Regions from separate parts of the Mus musculus genome. Here region 2 is linked to region 1. The links are chromatin contacts, called in public promoter capture Hi-C maps. All regions are on one chromosome and are shown on one strand. The core of a region is the stretch at or near the end of the contact, and the rest is flanking DNA. Distances in the headings are between cores, read along the strand shown. Region 1 overlaps Slc15a1 (solute carrier family 15 (oligopeptide transporter), member 1). Region 2 overlaps Dock9 (dedicator of cytokinesis 9).

The links. Capture Hi-C pulls out chosen DNA fragments and counts their contacts.
Region 2: a promoter capture Hi-C map of liver shows a contact between it and region 1, with 2.1 times the contacts expected there. The contact joins two enhancer-like sites. A contact is called at or near these places in 1 of 15 datasets of contacts at CTCF or cohesin (embryonic stem cells), 27 of 484 Hi-C or Micro-C datasets (2-cell-like embryonic stem cells, the AML12 cell line, the C2C12 cell line and 15 more), 4 of 115 datasets of contacts at active chromatin or transcription factors (embryonic stem cells, intestinal villus epithelium and memory CD8 T cells) and 4 of 9 other capture datasets (adipose tissue, embryonic stem cells, liver and 1 more).

Annotation. Positions count from the first base shown.
Region 1 is chr14:121,469,646-121,473,983 of GRCm38.p6, reverse strand. It overlaps Slc15a1 (solute carrier family 15 (oligopeptide transporter), member 1), which reads left to right. Exons shown (of 23, transcript NM_053079.2): 17 at 829-978; 18 at 2,657-2,706. Among named protein-coding and RNA genes, the nearest start is that of Gm33299, 15 kb to the right of the region's middle. Within about 2 kb of position 2,188, at least 11 of the 459 cell types and tissues checked have an H3K27ac peak or open chromatin away from gene starts, as enhancers often do. A contact at or near this core is called in liver, where this site is marked.
Region 2 is chr14:121,588,733-121,593,096 of GRCm38.p6, reverse strand. It overlaps Dock9 (dedicator of cytokinesis 9), which reads left to right. Exons shown (of 54, transcript NM_001081039.1): 38 at 1,149-1,285. Among named protein-coding and RNA genes, the nearest start is that of Slc15a1, 86 kb to the right of the region's middle. Within about 2 kb of position 3,021, at least 44 of the 459 cell types and tissues checked have an H3K27ac peak or open chromatin away from gene starts, as enhancers often do. A contact at or near this core is called in liver, where this site is marked.

The DNA of each region.
Region 1 (4,338 bases), core at 939-3,438:
AAGGAGGAGTTAGAAGTCTGACTCCTGGTGGTCAGGGCAGCCCAGTATTGATTTCACCAGAGCTTTTGCTTTTCCTTTGGTGTGTGTGTGTGTGTGTGTGCATGTGTGCCTGCGTGCATTTCCTATATATATGCCTGTTCACCACATATGTACCTGGTGCTCTCAAAGGCTGGAAGAGAACATCAAGTCCCTTGGAATTATAGGTGGTTGTAATTCACCATGTGAATTGCTAGAACTAAACCTAGGTCATCTGGAAGAACAGATACTCAACTGTTGAGACATCTCTTTAGCCCCAGTCCTCTGGTACTATTCTGTATTATAGTACTATACATATAGCATTATATAATATACTATATAGTATACTATACTATATTTACAGCACTATATAGTATACTATATTATATATAGTATATTTATAGTACTATATAGTACTATACTATATATAGTATATAGAATAATATAGCACTATATTTACAATACTATATATTATACTGTATATAGTATAAAATAGTATATTTATAGTATAGTACTATAAAGTATATTATAGTATACATAGTATAATATAGTATACTTATAGGACTATAAATGATGTTCACAGCATGTGTTATCCTTATGGAAAATAAAATTACAGTATAGATCCTGTGGCAATCTACAAAGAACCTTATGACAGTGTCTGCGGGATAGGAGGCCAGGTCTTAAGTCCCTACAAGGTATTTTTGATGTGTATGACCATGAACTTGGCAACACAGGATGCTATCTACTGTGACATGACAGCGTCCAAGCCCACAGTGCTAACTCTGCCTCCTGCCTTCTTTCCCCCATCTCCAGACAGACACGTTCATGACTTTCGATATAGACAAGCTGACAAGCATAAACATATCTTCCTCTGGATCCCCAGGAGTCACCACAGTAGCTCATGATTTTGAGCAGGGTCACCGGCACACCCTTCTAGTGTGGAACCCCAGTCAATACCGTGTGGTAAGTACTGAACACTACAGATGTCTCTTGGCTATTTGCAATATCGGAGACACAGCTTTAAAAGTGTTTTAGGCTTTCTTTTACATGTATGAGTGTCTTATCTGCATGTACATATGTGTACTACATGGGTGTTTGGTGTCTGAGGTCAGAGAGGGCATCAGGTCCCCAGGAACTATAGTTACAGATAGTTATGAATTATATTGTATGTGCTGGGAATTGAACCCAGGTCCTCTGCAAAAGCAGCCAGTGCTCTTAACCACTGAGCCATCTCTGCAGCCACAGGGCAGAGCTTTTTACTGGTGTGGCTTTGGCTTGGCTTTACCAATATTGAAGACTGCTTTAGGTAATTTCAAACTCTTGAGGAGCACAGACATTTGAGTCCCAGTGAAGGTCTGGCTGGTGGGGAAGGTGGATCACTGTTAATGACGATGTAAAAAGAAAAGTAGGAACCAGGTGTGGTGGTCCATGCCTTTTTTACAGCTCTCAGGAAGCAGATGCTGGCCTGGACTGTATAGGAAGACCCTATCTTAGCTCGGCGCTTAGATTCCAGCACTCGGGAAGAAGATATAGGAGGGGCTCTTTGAGTTTCAGGCTGGCCAGGACTACACAGGGGAAACTTGTCTGAAAACAAAAACAAAAACATGTTAAAATATAAAGGTAAATAAATAATAACTGTGTTATGAGTGTGCACCCATGCTCGTGTATGGATGTACACTTCCATGTGTATATGTAATTCACATGAATGTATATGTACATTCTCAGACTTTGAGGTAATGTGCTTAACATATCATTAATTGTATTAATTGTTAAATGTGCTCTTATAAAAGTATGGTATGTATACCAGATACAAGGAATAAAATACATATGAAATACTACCTGACAAAATGAAGACATCTAGGTGTGTCATTTGGTACAAGAAGAGTTGATCTGAAAAAGGAACTTTGGGCAGTCTGCCAGGGGATTCGAGTGAGGACTTAAGGAAAAACTCAACGTGCGGTTAATGTTCTCAGCCATTTGCTTAACAAGGAAGCTCTTGGGTGGCTTGTTCTATCAGGTGTACGCAGCCTGTGGCCCACAGGTTGACACACCCCAGCCAAGCTGTAAATGTGGCCTAGCAAAACATGCTCGTGAGATGTATTTCCCAGTGGTTTTCCTGACTCATCTGCACAGTTGTCAAACATGAACTCTGTATTAACAATACAGTGTTGCCATGTCCGAAGGTCAGACCATCTAAACTGTCAGAGAGTCGTGCCCTTTGGAGCCACTGACAATCAAGGATCTATAACAGGAAAACGTGTGTTAGCCTGGAGGGAAACCAAGAAGGAAGAAGTAGAACCGTATCTCCCAGGACAAGGGCCAGGATGGTGCGCTCAAAGTCTAAAGTGCTAGTGTGAACTGATCCTAATGAGCTAAGCGCCAGGACACTTTATTTATCTGTTTATTTATTGTATGTGCATGTGTGTTTATCTACGCACATGATGGGCACATAAGAGAGCGGTGGACCCGTGCCGCGGTGCATGTACAGAGGTGAGAGAAAAACTGTGTGAAGTGGAGTCTCCCCTCCCATCTTGTCAAGGATTAAACTCAAAGGGTCAGGCTTACACAGTAGGTGCCTCACACACTGAGCCATCTCTCTGGCTTAGAAACATTCTTATATTCTTTCTTCTCTCTCTCTCAGGTAAAAGATGGTCTTAACCAAAAGCCAGAGAAAGGGGAGAACGGAATCAGGTACGGAGATTTCTCTTGAAACTGGCTCTCCTCGCATCTAACCGAGCTTAACGCATTCCTTTAACCAAGCCCAGTGGTGACCAGGGTGTGAAAGTGTCAAGAGTGTACCAAGAATACACAACCAACGTAATTCATAACTTAGAGAAGAAAGTCCACATCATGTTTATTATCAACTGGTGCGGAAAAATAAGCTATAGAATTCAGCATTCATTCATGACACAAATAATGTTAGCCTTTACCTGGTCACTTATACTTATATGTATACTTATAGCATTATATACTATATAGTGTCTAGTTAGTTAGCTACAGTGTCAGGTTATCAACAGTCCTCCCTGGGGACCACTTTTCCCTCTGGGACCTACCAGAAGCACATGCTCTGGTCAGAGACATCGCCGCTGTGCCCAGGAGACTGCCTTTCTTTCCTGGATCCTGTGCTGCCTTTTTACTCACCCTGGCAGGCCTGAAAATGCCCTGTCCTCTCACACATGTCCCAGAGGTCTGGAGACTTCTCTGATGTTCTCTGATGGTTTCTGACTTTCAGGCACTTCCTTATAACGGCTGGCCTCTCACCAAGCCTCTGGTGTCTTAATCATTGACTTTGACAGTCCCAGATTTTTCTCTGAAAAAAAAAAAAAATCAGTGTAATTCATCTCACCAGCACAAGACCATTTGGTTTTTGGTTCCTTCTCTCATTTTTTCCATGCCTGTCTGTGCTGAGGCTCAGGACAAGTGCCATGGCCTGGTGATGCTGTTAAACAGGAATTTATGACCTCCTAGTTCCTCTGGCTGGAGGTCCAAGATCAAGGTCCCCTGAAGACTGGTCTCTTCTGGAGGCCTTCCTCCTTGGTTGATTGTTGATAGCCATCTTTTACTCTCTGTGTGTCTGCATCCTAATCTCTTCATGTAAGGACACCAATCAGTCATGTCAGGTTAAGTCCCCCACCCCCACCCCCGCCCCCACCCCCACCCCCGCCCCCGCCCCCACCCCCACCCCCACCCCCACCCCCACCCCCACCCAACAGCTTCTTTTCCTTCCTGAGGCCTTTTCTCCAAAGAAAGCCTCGTTTTGAGGTGTCATGGTGAGTTTCAAGGGTACAGCTCAGTCCATAGTACTTCTTTTGGATATTAGTAATTGCCCGTCTTGTCCTGTACAAGACATGTGCATGCACTACACACACACACAGACACACACACACAGACACACACACACACACCCCTTGTGCCTTGTATTTGACACTGAAATAGAAGCATCTCTGGGGTTTCATTTTGTTCTCAGAACAATATTTTCATTTCTTTATAAATATTCCCCAATGCTGGAAAGTCATGGTATTTAGGCTATTTGTTTGTGTGTGTGTGTGTTATGTGTGAGTGTGGAGGTCAGAAGACAGTTTCAGGAACTGATTTCATCTTACACAGGTAGGTACTCATGGACATTAGACTTGGCAGCAGGTACCTTTCACTACTAAGCCAATTTGCCTGCCAAACTTTGAAAAGCTAATTATTTATTTAGCATGTGTGTATTTGTATGTGTGTGGGCATGCAACTTAGAGGAGTCACCTCTCTCCTCTCACCCATGGGCTCCAGGGATCAAACTCAAGTCATCAGGCTTAGCAACATCCAACTTTAACTGTT
Region 2 (4,364 bases), core at 1,772-4,271, 120 kb before region 1:
TTACATTTTAGCAAGGCGCCTGGAGAATGTTCTGCAGAGTAGGATAAAAAGCCTGAGCTCAAGCTGGTGAATGTGGGAAGCTGACAGTTTCCTCTCTGACAAAATATTTTAGAATACTTTGTAAAGCAGTTCTTTTGTTCCCTCCCCACAGTAGATACAAATTTAACGTTTGGAGGGAAACTTGTCACTTTGTAAGCCCCTGTATACACTTGCATAGAATGTGGGCTGTTTAAGAAGGGCTGGGGGCGGGGGGGGGGGGGGGGGGGGAGAAGGGTCAGAGGCGGTGTTTTCTTTGTCCCTGGCACTGTGGAAACATCCGTCCTGCTTTATAAAAAATTGTCATGGTTTCCGCTGCATGTGACCGAGATGATGAACCATGACATGAACACTGTCAGTGTTTGCCCTGCACGGCGCAGTTGTGTGAACACTGTGCCTTCTCCTTCACTGGAAAGTCACCCCACAGCATGCAGCTGACGGTCGTCCATTGCATGTTCCTGTTGAACACACAGTAACACAGTGAGGGGCTTGGTTGGCTCCGGGACGGGGGACAGGTATCCTGCTCTCCAGTCAGGTTCTGTCTGCTCTGGCAACGGTACACTATAGGGAAGTGAGCTATCTGATTGCTAACCCAGATACTTTTCTGTTTTCTCTACTTGACTGCTTGACAAGTTTAACAAAGTGTGTGACACTGCCTCCTGCTTGGGTAAGACATAGGTGTTCAGCTTATTCATTTAACCCCTGCCATTGCATGTGTGTCTTCTGCTTCTTTTGGTGAACTGGTTTGGTTTTTTTTTTCAATTGGCATAATAGTCTGCTCTTGCCACATGTAATTCAGGGAGGTTTGCAGTGTTTTCTTAGTTGTCAGAATACTGTTATCTCCATACTGGAATGAGGTTCTCTGAAAAGTTGCATCCCTAATGAATGTACTTTCTCAGAACGAGAGAGACTCTGCCTTGGCTCGATCTTGCTGCTTCGAGGCCTAGTGGCTTTGCTGTGCACTGTTGGAGCTGCTGGCTGTCTGTCCCTGGCCACATGGCTGCATGTAGCCTGACTGCCCCATGTACAACGCTCCAGCTTCACTAACTCTCCCGCCTCGCTTGGTGTAACGCGTCTAACGTTGCTTCTTTCCCATTTCACTCATGTTACAGGAACCAGGAGGGGTTGGGACCCATAGGTCATGATCGAAAGTCTCAGACATTGCCTGTTTCCCGTAACAGAACAGGAATGATGCATGCCAGATTGCAGCAGCTGGGCAGCCTGGATAACTCTGTCACTTTTAACCACAGTAAGTCCCACGCCAAACCATCGTAACCGCCAAGCCATCTCAGAAGGGAGAGCCCCTGCCACACTGTACCGCGTCACCAACTTGATTTTTCTTCCAGAGCCAAACAAGTAGGAAGAAGAGTTCCCTCCTTGGAGGAGAGTCCTGTGCAGTGGGGGGGTAGCAGAATGTGGGGCCAAATCAACTACAGCACCCGTCTCAAAGTGCCCAAACTTCAGGCAGGATGCAGCAGATTCCGTGGCCAGACATTGGCTCGTATTTTTGTTCATTTTATTCTACCCTCTGCTGTCCCTCCTGGCACATCCGGGTCAGATTCGGTTGCCTCTCTCGCTCGGTGCATGTAATTGGTTGAGTGCCCACATTCTGACGTTCCGCCCGCAAGAGACCGTTAAGCCCGTGAATCAATTTGTGAGGGTGTGGAAAGCATCCAGTAACGAAGTGACTTTTTCTGTGTTTTCAGTGTGAGAAAGATATCAAGTGTGCTTGGGATTTCTGTAGACAATGGTAAGACTTAATCAGGTTGGGGCCGCTTCCCTTGCAAACAAGACCTTTCCATTCATCTTGCCTAACTGCAGGGCTTGCCTAACTTCACCATAGAGGTCTGCTAGTACGAGGGTCCATCTTTTTAATTCGTTTCTCTCAGTCATCCAGACACCTTCATGTGCTCCTGCTAGACGTTTTGGAGTTCGAATCTTCCTGAGGGTTTCTCAAAGCAGAAAGCCTAAAAGCACCAGCCACGCTGCGCGTGAACAATTAACACAGTCATCCTCGGAGTCTGACTTCCATCCCTGTTGCTTTCTCAAAGCCGTCCTTCTCTCTCCAAGCATGGCGTAGCGAGATCTTAGAAAATCATGTGTTCTCATCCCCAGCACTGTCTTTAATACATGGTTATTAGTTCTTCCCACCATCTCTAACCCGCTGTGGTTGTCATGCCTTTTTCTTCATGCAGACTCAGTATAAAAACAACACCCCCACCACCGTGTGGTTGAAAGGTAACACAAAGTGAGAGTGCAGAAAAGCACAGCAGCATGTCAGGTGTGGCGGCATACGCCTTTAACGCTAGCACTCCGGAGGGAGAGGGATGGATCTCCGTGGGCTAGCTCAAGGCCAGCCAAGGCTACACGGTGAGACTCTGTCTCAAAAAGCCCATAAGATAAAGCAGCAAACGAATACAGCAGCTTCCCTCACTTCACCAACAAAGTTTAACATAGCAGAGACGTCTCACTTAAGCCAGGGTCCTGTCGGCAGCCGCCTCTGGGGCTGAGGCAGAAAGAACCTCTCACACTTAGTGGTAGCCTGCACATCTACCGCATACTTGGGGCTGCAGTACTTGTGTTTTCAACTCTCTGTCTCTTAGCTCGATGAATGAGAGGTTAAGTTAAAGCAGGGTACGCCCAGGGTCTCGTGACCTTTGCTCTCATTCCCTGTTTCCGTGGTAGACCAAGGTTCCCCCCCACCCCCAACCCCACCCCCCGTCCTGTGGCACACATGCCACACTGCTAGATTTCCTTCTTCCTGGACTATATAACAGAGTAGTTTACTACACAGACACTGTGGAGGATTTTCACACAAGCAGATGGGGGCCCTATCTCAGACATAGTCACTGTCGACCCCCTGCTGTAGATGGACGCCGCAGCAGGAGCCAGAGACAGCCAGCTGCAGCTAGAACAGCCCTGTGAGCTGGGCTGCTCTCTCCTCTGCCTTCCTGCAGTCCATGGAGAAGCTGGTACCCTGCCTCCTTCCTTCCTCTGTCAGTTCTCAGTGGCATCCTGTCCTCCTGCGTGGTCAGGAAGCCATGTTCTCTGACTCCTTTCCCCTTGGCCTGTGTCTCTCCAGTCCCTCCTCCTGTGAGGTTGTTCTCCCATAGCTGAATGGCCTGTGTCTTCCAGGACTCAGTCTTTCTCCTGACCTCTGGTTCTGATGAGGTGGCTTTTACCCTTTCCCACCACCCTCTGTTTCAGCACATGGAACCTGGCCAAAAACATGCTAAGAGAATATCTTCCTGTATCTATCATGTGTACAATGTGTATGACTCATATGTATGCATATATACCTGTTCATCTCTACGTAGATATTCAGTGAAAGCTTGGGGCCATGCATGCCCCTCTACAAACAAAACAAAACAGAAACTTACACAGCTGTAAGCACAATGCCTTCTCTTAATCTAGCCAACATAAGTGAGCAGCCTGCCAGGGAGACACAGGGGCTGGGGTGAACTTCTCTCCATGGCCATTTCTTCCCTTTTTGTCAGACCTCAGCTAGGCCAGCAGGGGGCAGCAGAGGCCTGTGACAATCCGTCCTCTGTAGGCCTGGCTGCCTGTGCGTTCCCTAAATCCCTGGAGAATCCACAGTGTATGCTGCCTGTGGGACACAAGCATTTCTGAAAACAGTGCATCTTAATAGGTCATCTGAGATGGTCTGTCCGTTTATTGCACCTGGACTGGCTCAGATGTACGATGAAAGGGGCAGTCCCTGCTTGAAGCCAGTTATGTGTACCGCGCTCTTTGGGTGTCTTCACAGTGTGGGGCTGCATACTTAGGACCATTTCAGAGCCAGCTGGCACTTACTCTGTGGCATTCCTCAAAGAAGGCAAGCCGGTGCCGTGTTATTCACGGGTGACCTTGTACCTCATGGACCATGGCCACCAACAACTCTGAACATGACTCTTTCCGTATGTGAAGTTACAGGATCCAGCAAACTGTACATCATTTTGCCATAGAATATACTTTACTCTATACCCCTTGCTGTGAGGAAAACTTCTTGGCAGTTAAATGGGAACAACTGACTATTGACCACTTCTTATATTTTTTACATAAAGTATATTGGCCCCTCATAAAGCCACATGCCATTTGTTAACATATCTGAGATGGTACATCTCTGAGAGCTTACCTCTGCTTCCACGCATGCTTGTACACACACAAACACTGTTACAAAATTAAAACAAGTCTTACTGTAGGCATGATAGTGGCTTGAAAATTTTACAGATTTGATCTGTGAATGCTGAAGACTCCCAAACCAGCCCTCAGCTTGCTATCTAAAAATGTCACTCTCGACATTTTTTTTTTCTTGACATTTTTCCTGT